2 separate regions of the Gossypium hirsutum genome follow, and region 2 is linked to region 1. The links are chromatin contacts, called in public Hi-C maps. All regions are on one chromosome and are shown on one strand. The core of a region is the stretch at or near the end of the contact, and the rest is flanking DNA. Distances in the headings are between cores, read along the strand shown.

The links. A called contact is a pair of places that touch in the nucleus more often than the background predicts.
Region 2: a contact with region 1 is called in a Hi-C map of leaf, with 2.3 times the contacts expected there. The contact joins the promoter of LOC107951353 here to the promoter of LOC107951361 in region 1. A contact is called at or near these places in 5 of 34 Hi-C or Micro-C datasets (leaf and petal).

The regions. Positions count from the first base shown.
Region 1 is chrA02:26,809,514-26,814,338 of Gossypium_hirsutum_v2.1, reverse strand. LOC107951361 (membrane-associated 30 kDa protein, chloroplastic) reads left to right here and starts at 2,749. Exons shown (of 11, transcript XM_016886380.2): 1 at 2,749-3,074; 2 at 4,476-4,597; 3 at 4,709-4,819. The coding sequence starts at 2,924.
Region 2 is chrA02:26,973,373-26,978,197 of Gossypium_hirsutum_v2.1, reverse strand. LOC107951353 (2,3-bisphosphoglycerate-independent phosphoglycerate mutase) reads left to right here and starts at 2,542. Exons shown (of 9, transcript XM_016886368.2): 1 at 2,542-2,978; 2 at 3,510-3,637; 3 at 4,024-4,174; 4 at 4,249-4,452; 5 at 4,673-4,825. The coding sequence starts at 2,811.

The DNA of each region.
Region 1 (4,825 bases), core at 1,500-3,999:
GGAGCAATGAAATTTGAATTTGGCCTGGAAATAAGAAAATAAACATAATTAGGAAACAAAGAAAATAAAAGCCAAAAAGAAAAAAGAAAATGGATAGAATGGTTTGGTTTAGGGAAAGAGAAGAGACTCGACTTGATTTAAGGTTTATTGAAGCAAAATAAACCTTCTTGAATAGCAAGAGTGGTCGAACCACGAATCTAAAACAAAAACACCAAAACAAATTGCTATTTGATCAAGAATGAAGCCAAAACAAAGCAATAAACTCAAATGAAGCAATCGATTTAAGAAAAGATGAGAGATCTCAAATTGATGCATTCTTGATGAATATTTGAGACGAATCATGCTTCTTGAAGATTTTTTGAACTGGAAATTAAATGAACAATAACTATTAAAGAGGATAGAGAAAATCAAACCAGAATTAAAAAGAAAGAAAGAAAGAAAATTTGAAAAAGGTTGAGAAATATTAGGTTCTTGATGTTTAAATTGTGTTTCTTGTAAGGAAATCCTTAGATCTTGAAACCTAAAATTTCACAAGAAAGTGGTAGAAAAAGATTTAGGGAAGATGGAAAAAGATTCGATAGAATTTGATGAAAAAACGATGTCCTATTAAACCATTTGAAGAATGATTTTCAACAAGCTCTACAAATTACTCTAATCAACCCCCTAGAAATGTCAACCCTAGTAAATTGGAGGGTGAAGAGTTTCCACGACTTCAAAGAGAAAACCAAGAAGAAAATCTACTTCTAAAATAAATAATAGAGAAATCTCACAAAGAGAAATAACTCAAGCAGTTGAAATTTATTAATCAAGGTATGAAAGGTGTAAAAAACATGAAAGGGCATCCCTTATATAGACAAAATTAGGCGAAAAATAAAATCCTAATGCAAGTAGGATTACCTGGCTAGCAAGTAACAAGTAAAAACCTTACATAATGAACATGAAAAATAAACTCAGTATAGAAACTAAGGGAAATTCACCCAGCCTAGTAAGAAATGCACATGGATCGAATTTTTACATGAAAATAACATTATTGGGCTTAAATAAAAGTTTTCAAATAGGCTAAAAACGGATTAAGCCAAAATAAAGTATAACTAAACATAATAACATTTAAATGGGCTCAAATTGGACCAAAACTCCATGGAGGCTGATATGGATTGTTGGAGTTTGTTTTCTTCATGTCTTCAACTCCATTTAGCTCATAGACTATCGTCCAAGCAAGTCCCACTTCAAGAAATATGTTCTTGAGCCAATATTTTCAAGAACTGGAATCTTGATTTTTTCTTTTAAACTTGAAATCTTCAAATCTGTCCATTTTAAACCAAGATTTGTTTTCTTGAAACCAAGATTTAAAATCTTGACAATTTTTTTCAACTCCAAAGATGCCTAGATCCCATTTAAAGTTGAGTCTCAAGATACAAGATCTTTTGGGCTTCTTAAATGGGCTTTGTAAAAGGCTAAGCCCAACATGTGCTTAGGCTAAAAATTGGTCCCCTATACTCGTATCAGGAAGATTAAAATTGAAAGTGATAATGTAATGTTGATATAGGTTCTCTATAGTAATTATGCTTCAAAGAATGGTTTTATATATATTCAACTAATCAAAGAACTTAGTATGAGGCAGCGGTTGATTGAATTCAATCATATTAATAGAGAGCAAAATATCTGTGCTAATATTCTAAGAAAGATGGGGTGATCGATGGTGGGAGGGTTGTGTGCACTAGATCATCCACTGTATATGCTATTCAATTGATTGTTGCAACATAGGAACAATCTTGTCGTTCTTTTGTCTGACATAGCTTTATAGTGTTTCGGTTCTCTTGAATCCCTTTTTTTTTTCCATACAAAAAAATAAAATTATACCCACTCTTTCATTTTGGTACTAAAATTCTTTTTGGTCAAAATTTATCTCTAAACTACCCTTTTCTTGGGTTGGTATCTAAACTACCTAAGTCAATCAATCGTGACTGAAGAATGGTTGACTTTAGATTTGAAAATTTTGAATTATTTATATTCCATATAATTATATATTATATTATAAAATATAAGTTTTGAATTTCTATATATTTTTCAAATAATCTTTGAATTTATTTTTTAGAATTGTTAATTTATATATTTGAATTTATATATATATTTTTCAATTTCATATAATTAATAGATTATAAAAATGATTTTTTTATATTTTATGAATTTTAACACATTTTAAAAAAAATTATTTTTAGTAATTTTTCCTCTCTATATATTTGGAATTATTTGACAAATAAATGGCAATGCTTATGTAGTTTTTGTGCCACATTGCAACTTTTAATAGTTGAATGTAATGTTTTGAAGTGATTTGGATAACAAAAGTATAATTTATGTATCACTTTTAATAAAAAAAATAGATATCAAGATAAAAATAAGTATACATTAGGTACTAATTTGTCGTAGGTACTACAAGACAAGAGGTATCCTCACTTATATAAGATTGTGCACAATAGACTAATAATCGACTCCTTTTCTTTCGAAAATCGTAAACAGCAACCGTATCACATTATCCTCCTCCTCGGTTTTCTCATACTTCTCATTATATCATGACAGGTAAATGGACATTTCTTTCCACTATCTTCTTTTCCTTGTTCAACATATATTATCATCAATTATATTTGAGGTAAATAAAAGCACCAAAGTTCACCTAGTGTTTTCAAGAAATGAATAATAAAAAATTGCTGAAAAATATTTCTTTTTAAATAATAGGGATCAAACCAAACCGGTTTATATTTTTTCCTTTGGCAACAAGCGGACCGAAATTAAAGAGAAAACCAGAAAGTAAAGAAAAATCTGAAAACCCAAGAACGCCTATTGGGAATGTAACTGATATGATATCATCATCTCATTTCTCACAGCAAAACCAGCCTTTCAAATTTTCTTCATACAAACACTAAAAATGGCTGCCAATTCTCAAATATTTACAGGATTGACCCTCCCTTTCAAACCCATTGCTTCTTCTTCTTCTTCGTCTTCAAGCTCCAGTAACAGTACTTGCATTCGTTGTTTAGTTAAGAAACCATTAACTTCTTCTTTCTTTAATGGCGGAGGTACTCTTTCTTTGGCCTTTTTTCTTACTTCCAATCTTCATAAGTTCTTCTACAAATTTTTGCTTGCTTTTGAGTTGGTTGTGCCTTTTGGGAGCTAAATTTTATTTATTGTTATGGAATATATCAAATGTGTGATTTTTCTTTGAAAAACTTTGCTTTTCATTCTAAATTTGTCAGCCATTATGTCTTTGATTGCTTGATTAGTGAGAAAGAGTGTTGCCATCGAAGGTTAGTCCATAGGTTGATTGACTGAGCAGCTTAACTCAAGGGGAACTCATAATTTTCTTCAACCTCAGCTTTTTCTATGGATGATGACATTCCATTTTTTATTTGGGTCATTTGCTAATGCTTTTGTTCAATCTTTTAGGCTTTGCTTGGTATGAAGGACTGAAAGGTGTGATGATGGGAAATTTATTAATCAAATTAGAACCAAAGTAGTCTAACCATTATATTAACATAGTTTTCAATCCGCACTCCTTTACATCCTTCGTACCAAACAGAGCTTAAGCTTAGTTAAGTGGTGAATCAAATGGGTTCTTAAATACTTTTATATCTCGAGCTCAAATAAAAATCTCGCTTACCTATTAAAAAAAATAGGACCAATTCTCAGGCTCGACTTCAAACTCGATTGTTAAGGCATGAATGGTTTTTCCTTGCTTATGAGTTGGTTGTATTTGTTTGGAACTTGGGATATCAAATTTATGATTTGTTCTTCAAAATTCTTTGCTTTTCATCGTAAATTTACAGCCATTGTTGTCCTTGGTAGCTTGAGTAGTGAGAAGGAGTGTTGCCATGGAATGTTAGTTCATAAGCAGATTGCCTAAGCTGTTTACTTAAATGGAACACATAATTTTATTAAAGCGCTGGTTTTATGGATGATGAAATTTATTTGTTTATTTGGGTCATTTGCTAATGGTTTTACATAAACCTCTAAAGCTTATTTAAGTGGTGTAGCAAACGGATTCTTGAACACATTATATTCTTGAAGCATAAATGGTGTATTTCGTATGTGGATTACAATATTTAGATGATTTACATGTCAAAAAGTTAAAGCAATTCATTTATAAATTGGTGCAATTCCCCTAAAATTATGTAAGCTTCTGCATAAGTTTTTTTTTTTTTTTTTGCTTTTCATGTGATGTGAGTGACCATCTTTTCAATTTCAATTTTCTGTATAACTTTGTCACCCCTTTTTTCTATCCTTTTACTGTTTATTTGCATTTTGGTTGATGATTAGGGAGTAATATGAACGATTGGAACTCCAGTGATTAAGTTTTCATTTTAGTACATAACAGTATGAATTTCAGCGGACTGTCTAACATTATCTAAAAGGGCTAAACACTAGTACCTAAAGTAGGTTCAACTTATCCTTTAAGTTGCTCTTTCTGCTCCCTTAAACAGTGGCTGCACTAAAAATTACAAGCATAAGGACCCTTCCAGGAGGATCTCATTCTTGTAGAGGAGGTGCAGGTGCCATTGGCACTCGCATGAACCTTTTTGATCGGTTTGCTAGAGTTGTTAAGGTCAGAGTTTACGAATTGTTTATATGCATTCATGTAAAGATACTATGATTTATGATTCCAAATTTTGATGTGTTATCTCAATAACTTGACTCAATTCACTGATAATGGCAGTCATATGCAAATGCTCTCCTAAGCTCTGTTGAAGACCCAGAAAAAATCTTAGAGCAAGCTGTGATTGAAATGAATGATGACTTGGTGAAGATGAGACAGGCCACAGCACAAGTAAGC
Region 2 (4,825 bases), core at 1,293-3,792, 160 kb before region 1:
GCTTTTTTTTTAAAGTTCCATGAAAAAAAATATCTATGTTCATCAAGGATGAAGGTGGAGGTTTTTGGCTATTTTGGAGGGTTTGAGTTTGAGGAAGTCTCTACCCATCTTCTCATATATTATTTATTTATTTATTTTAAAGCATGTATTTTTGCATCCTATCAACTTTTATTTTTTTAGTGGGAAATCTTGTGTGTTACATGGTTATTAGTTAAAGAGAGTGGTGAATCTTTTAAAGCTAAGGGTAAAGGCAAAGTGGTGGAAAGCTAGGCTAGAAACTTTGTTGGTGTTCTTCCATCAAGATGGTACCCTCTAACTCTTCTATGCTTCTTGATAAGTCATAAATATGATGCTTGTGTGATAATGCATGCATGTTATATGTCTTTGGGTGCAAATCATGTTTGGATGATTTAAAATGAAGCTAAAAACTTACTTGTGAAATCTACCAGAAACAAATTATTACATGAACAATAAGTTTAAAAATTCACCATAAATTCTGTGAAAATAATTAAGAAGTGAACTATACATCATTGTAACTGTGAGTCAGTCTAGTTTCGTTTAGAACAAATAGAGATAGATTTCGATTTGTATTTTAAAAGATATGTATTTTAATAGAGATCGATTTTGATATGAATTTCCATACTCTTCCTATTAATTTTTGTCTCTATGAAGAAGACCATTTGAGGATTATGTTGCTTCAGTAAAACTCGAAGCTTTTTTTTTGCCCATGGACTCCCCAATCCACGGACATTCCAACTTAAAGTTTTGATTGAGCCCGGTCGGCTTGCCTAAAAGTAGCCACCGATCATAATTGAGAAGAAGCAACCAATTACTCTGAGGTTACCTTCGTTGGTGAAAGATAAATGCTTTCCATATCAAGTCTTCATCTTTTGCTACTGTTAGCATAAAGTGAAGAATACTCATCATCCCTTTCCTTATCTAGCCTATACTTTCTCTTTCCCGTCACATTTTCCATTTTGGCATTTTTATTGCATTCCTCACTAGTCTCCTCCAGCCCAGCTATTTGGATATTTCAAGCTTTTCTTCTATTATCCCATTCGACTTATTTGGATTTCCATCTTTCATTCTAATCAAATTTTGTAGAACCACTTTTAGTGGGCCAGACTCCTCCCCTTGGTACCTTACCACCGAAATCTCCTTGGTCATAACCTCTGACTGCAGCTCTATGCTTATGCTAGCACCCTCTTTCACCCCAGTATTTGAGTATTGTTTCATGGCTTTTTTTGCAGAAAAACCAAATTGCATACATTCTTTACCTAATATATTGGAATCAGCACGTAGCACAACTGAATAAGGTAGATCGCCTTTAGATTGTTTTCTTTTTGAATTTTTTAACTCTAAGTAGTCCTTTACAACATGACCCATACAACCACATCCAAAGCAGAAAATCGGTAAAATTTCATATTTAAAGGGTAACGAAACTCTCTCCTAATTTCCCGTCGAGATAAAAATTCCCATGCACAATGGTTTCTGAATATCCAATTGGACTTTCAATTGTCAAGCATCCCCTTTTATCTCCGATCAAAGGACCCCTCCAAAGGTAGAACCTATCGCATGCATTAGATCTTTCTTTTCGTATTCAGGCTGACATGAACCTATCTTAAGCTAGAACAGAGAGAGAACCAATTTAATTTTTCTCCTTTCTATGGCTTCCTTCAGTTTTTCAAAGATAATCAACTATTTTCGAAATAACCAAGGCCTCCCTTCCAAAATCATCTCCAAATCGTCCTCATCTACAAACGAGATTTGAAATAAAATTTTCCCTGCCACTTGGATCTCAATTTTTTTTCCATATACTTTTCATTTGTGCCCTAAAACTATCCGGATTATACGGTCTTCACGTCCACACCGAACATAGCATCATCGATTTTCCAGTTGGAACAACCAGCGAACTTTTAACATTTAGTTGAACAAGTTTGTTTGCTAGGAGTGAGATTTCATCCCTCACCATTGTTGACAAAATCACCACCCTACTCCTACCCAACTGCAACAAGCACTGTTTCTCTGGGACAGTGAAAGAGAAAACTGATAATTTTTAGGCTGCGTACCTTTTTTATTTTACAAATAATCTTAAAAAGTTGTGATATGTCTTTTTTTGTTAAACATTTATTTTTTAATATTTTACATGACACTTATCAACCCCTAATCCTTCTTATGAATATAAAAATTCTATTATCATTTTATCAAATATTCGTCAAATGAAAATATTACAATATTTAAATTCCAGTAAGGATAAAATATGTCATAAATCTATATATTATTCACAAATTTAGATCTAACATTTAATATTGTTAAATTTAAATTTATTTTTATTTACATAATTGTGAAATAAATATTTTTTAATTTTAGAATGACTTAAAATTTTAAAAATAAAGTAATTAAATTCTTAAAAAATTAAATTTTAAATTAGTGAAGAGTGAAAAGATTTATGGCAAATATTAACCTGTGAATAATGACCGATGAAAAGTATATTCGAGATTTTAAACTTGGGAGATGCTTTGGTGTAGGTTAGGTAAGTGAAAAAGATGATCACGTGGTGATGCACTCTCCCACGGGTTCGCTACGCACTCAGTCTTCACGCCATCTGTTTTATGTATATATATTATTGTTATTATTTAAGTCAAAACCTGAAAGCTGCAACGCTTCACCATTCACGCCGTCCCCCCCCCCCCCTTTTTTTCATTTTGCCTGATTTTTCGAGTTTTAGATTTCTTATATAATCAACTACCTAATCCTCTCGCTCTCTCAACCACAAGCTAACTAGCAAACACACACACATACTAACATCTATGGGGAGTTCAGGGCAGCAAGTCTCCTGGAAATTGGCGGATCACCCAACACTTCCAAAGGGGAAGACCCTTGCTCTCATCGTTCTCGATGGCTGGGGCGAGGACAAACCCGATGAGTACAATTGCATTCATGTTGCTCAAACTCCCACCATGGATTCTCTCAAACAGGTTCCTTTGCTTTATATCTCTGTTTTTAAGAAGTTTAACTTAGATCAGGAGTTTTTTTACTAAAGCCTTTGATGTGGGTAATCGATTCCATGCTGTTATTTGTTATGGATCTCGTTTGTTCTAAGCAAATGAAGTTTCTTCTTTTTTTTTTGTGCCTTTACTAATTAGATGTTAATCATCATGCTTGATTTTTGCTTCTATCATTTGTTCATTTATAAAAAGTTAGTTTTGCAACAGATCTGGTGTTAGTTTCTTTTTCTTCAAACTGCTAGGTTTAGATTCGCCTCTCTATGAGAAACAAAGACTTGACTGCTTCATTTGGATAACTAATAGTACATGGATACTTCAGTAATAATGATGAGTGAGTTACGGTAATATAGTATATATTAGCTTCATTCCATCCATATTAGGGATTATAATTGTGTTCCATTGAGATATTTTGGTACATTCTTTTGCTTCATAGTAGGATTCCATTTCCATATATCAATATGTAAAGAGACTTAATTTAATTGGAATTAATCTTGTTGATAGGGTGCCCCTGAAAAGTGGAGATTAATCAGAGCTCATGGTAAGGCTGTAGGGCTCCCCACAGAGGATGACATGGGAAACAGTGAAGTTGGTCACAATGCTCTCGGTGCAGGTCGCATTTTCGCTCAAGGGTAAGCTTCACTTCCTCCTTTAGAGCGACATTCTGTCTTGTGAACTAAATGTATTGCTATGCTTCTTCTTTTTTTCCTTACATTTCTTATCCATGTTATTCAAACTTCGTGTAAGTGTAAAAATTGTTGATATATTCAAAATTTCCAAGTTTTTCCATCTGTTTGGGGAGTCCATAAAGGGTAACATTCGGCATACCTATGCCTGAGTATGTGTCAAACATGGTAACTATCAAAATAAAGAGATGAAGCAAAATAGTTTTGTACTTCTTAGCTTTTGCAAGTGTCTTCTTTTTCCGGTATTCCATTTTCTTTCTTTTGAAGATGGACTTCTGGCAGGTTAACTGTGGTCCCAGTGTTCTAACCTGTTGATTCATTTATAACTCTAGGGCTAAGCTTGTTGATATTGCTCTTGCCTCTGGAAAAATCTATGAAGGAGAAGGATTCAAGTACATAAGCGAATGCTTTGAAAAGGGAACTTTGCACCTGATTGGATTACTTAGTGATGGTGGCGTCCATTCACGACTTGATCAATTGCAGGTAATTGTCGTCACTCGGGACAACCTCCCAGCTAATTCATTTCCATTCTGTTATTTATTTTTCTCTTTCTGCAGTTGTTGCTGAAGGGAGCTAGTGAGCGTGGTGCTAAAAGAATTCGTGTTCATATTCTCACCGATGGTCGTGATGTATTGGATGGTTCAAGTGTAGGCTTTGTGGAGACTCTTGAGAGTGACCTTGCAAAATTACGTGAGAATGGTGTTGATGCCCAGATTGCATCTGGTGGAGGCCGCATGTATGTCACAATGGACCGTTATGAGGTGAGAAATAATTGTCAAAAGCCCCCAAATCATGTTGGATAGTTAAGATGATTATAGTATTTTGCATTTATACGAAATATACGGATTATTGTTTATGTCATGCTTCTTTTTAACTTTTATTTGACAAGGCAACAAATACCAAATGAATCATTCTAAGGAAGAGATTCTACCTTAATTGCATGGATTGAGAATTTAAATTTTGTGCTCTGATCTTTTGCAGAATGATTGGGACGTTGTGAAACGAGGATGGGATGCTCAGGTTCGTGGTGAAGCCCCTCACAAGTTTACAAATGCTGTTGAAGCTGTAAAGAAATTAAGGGAAAACGCCAATGACCAGTACTTACCTCCCTTTGTTATTGTTGATGAGAATGAG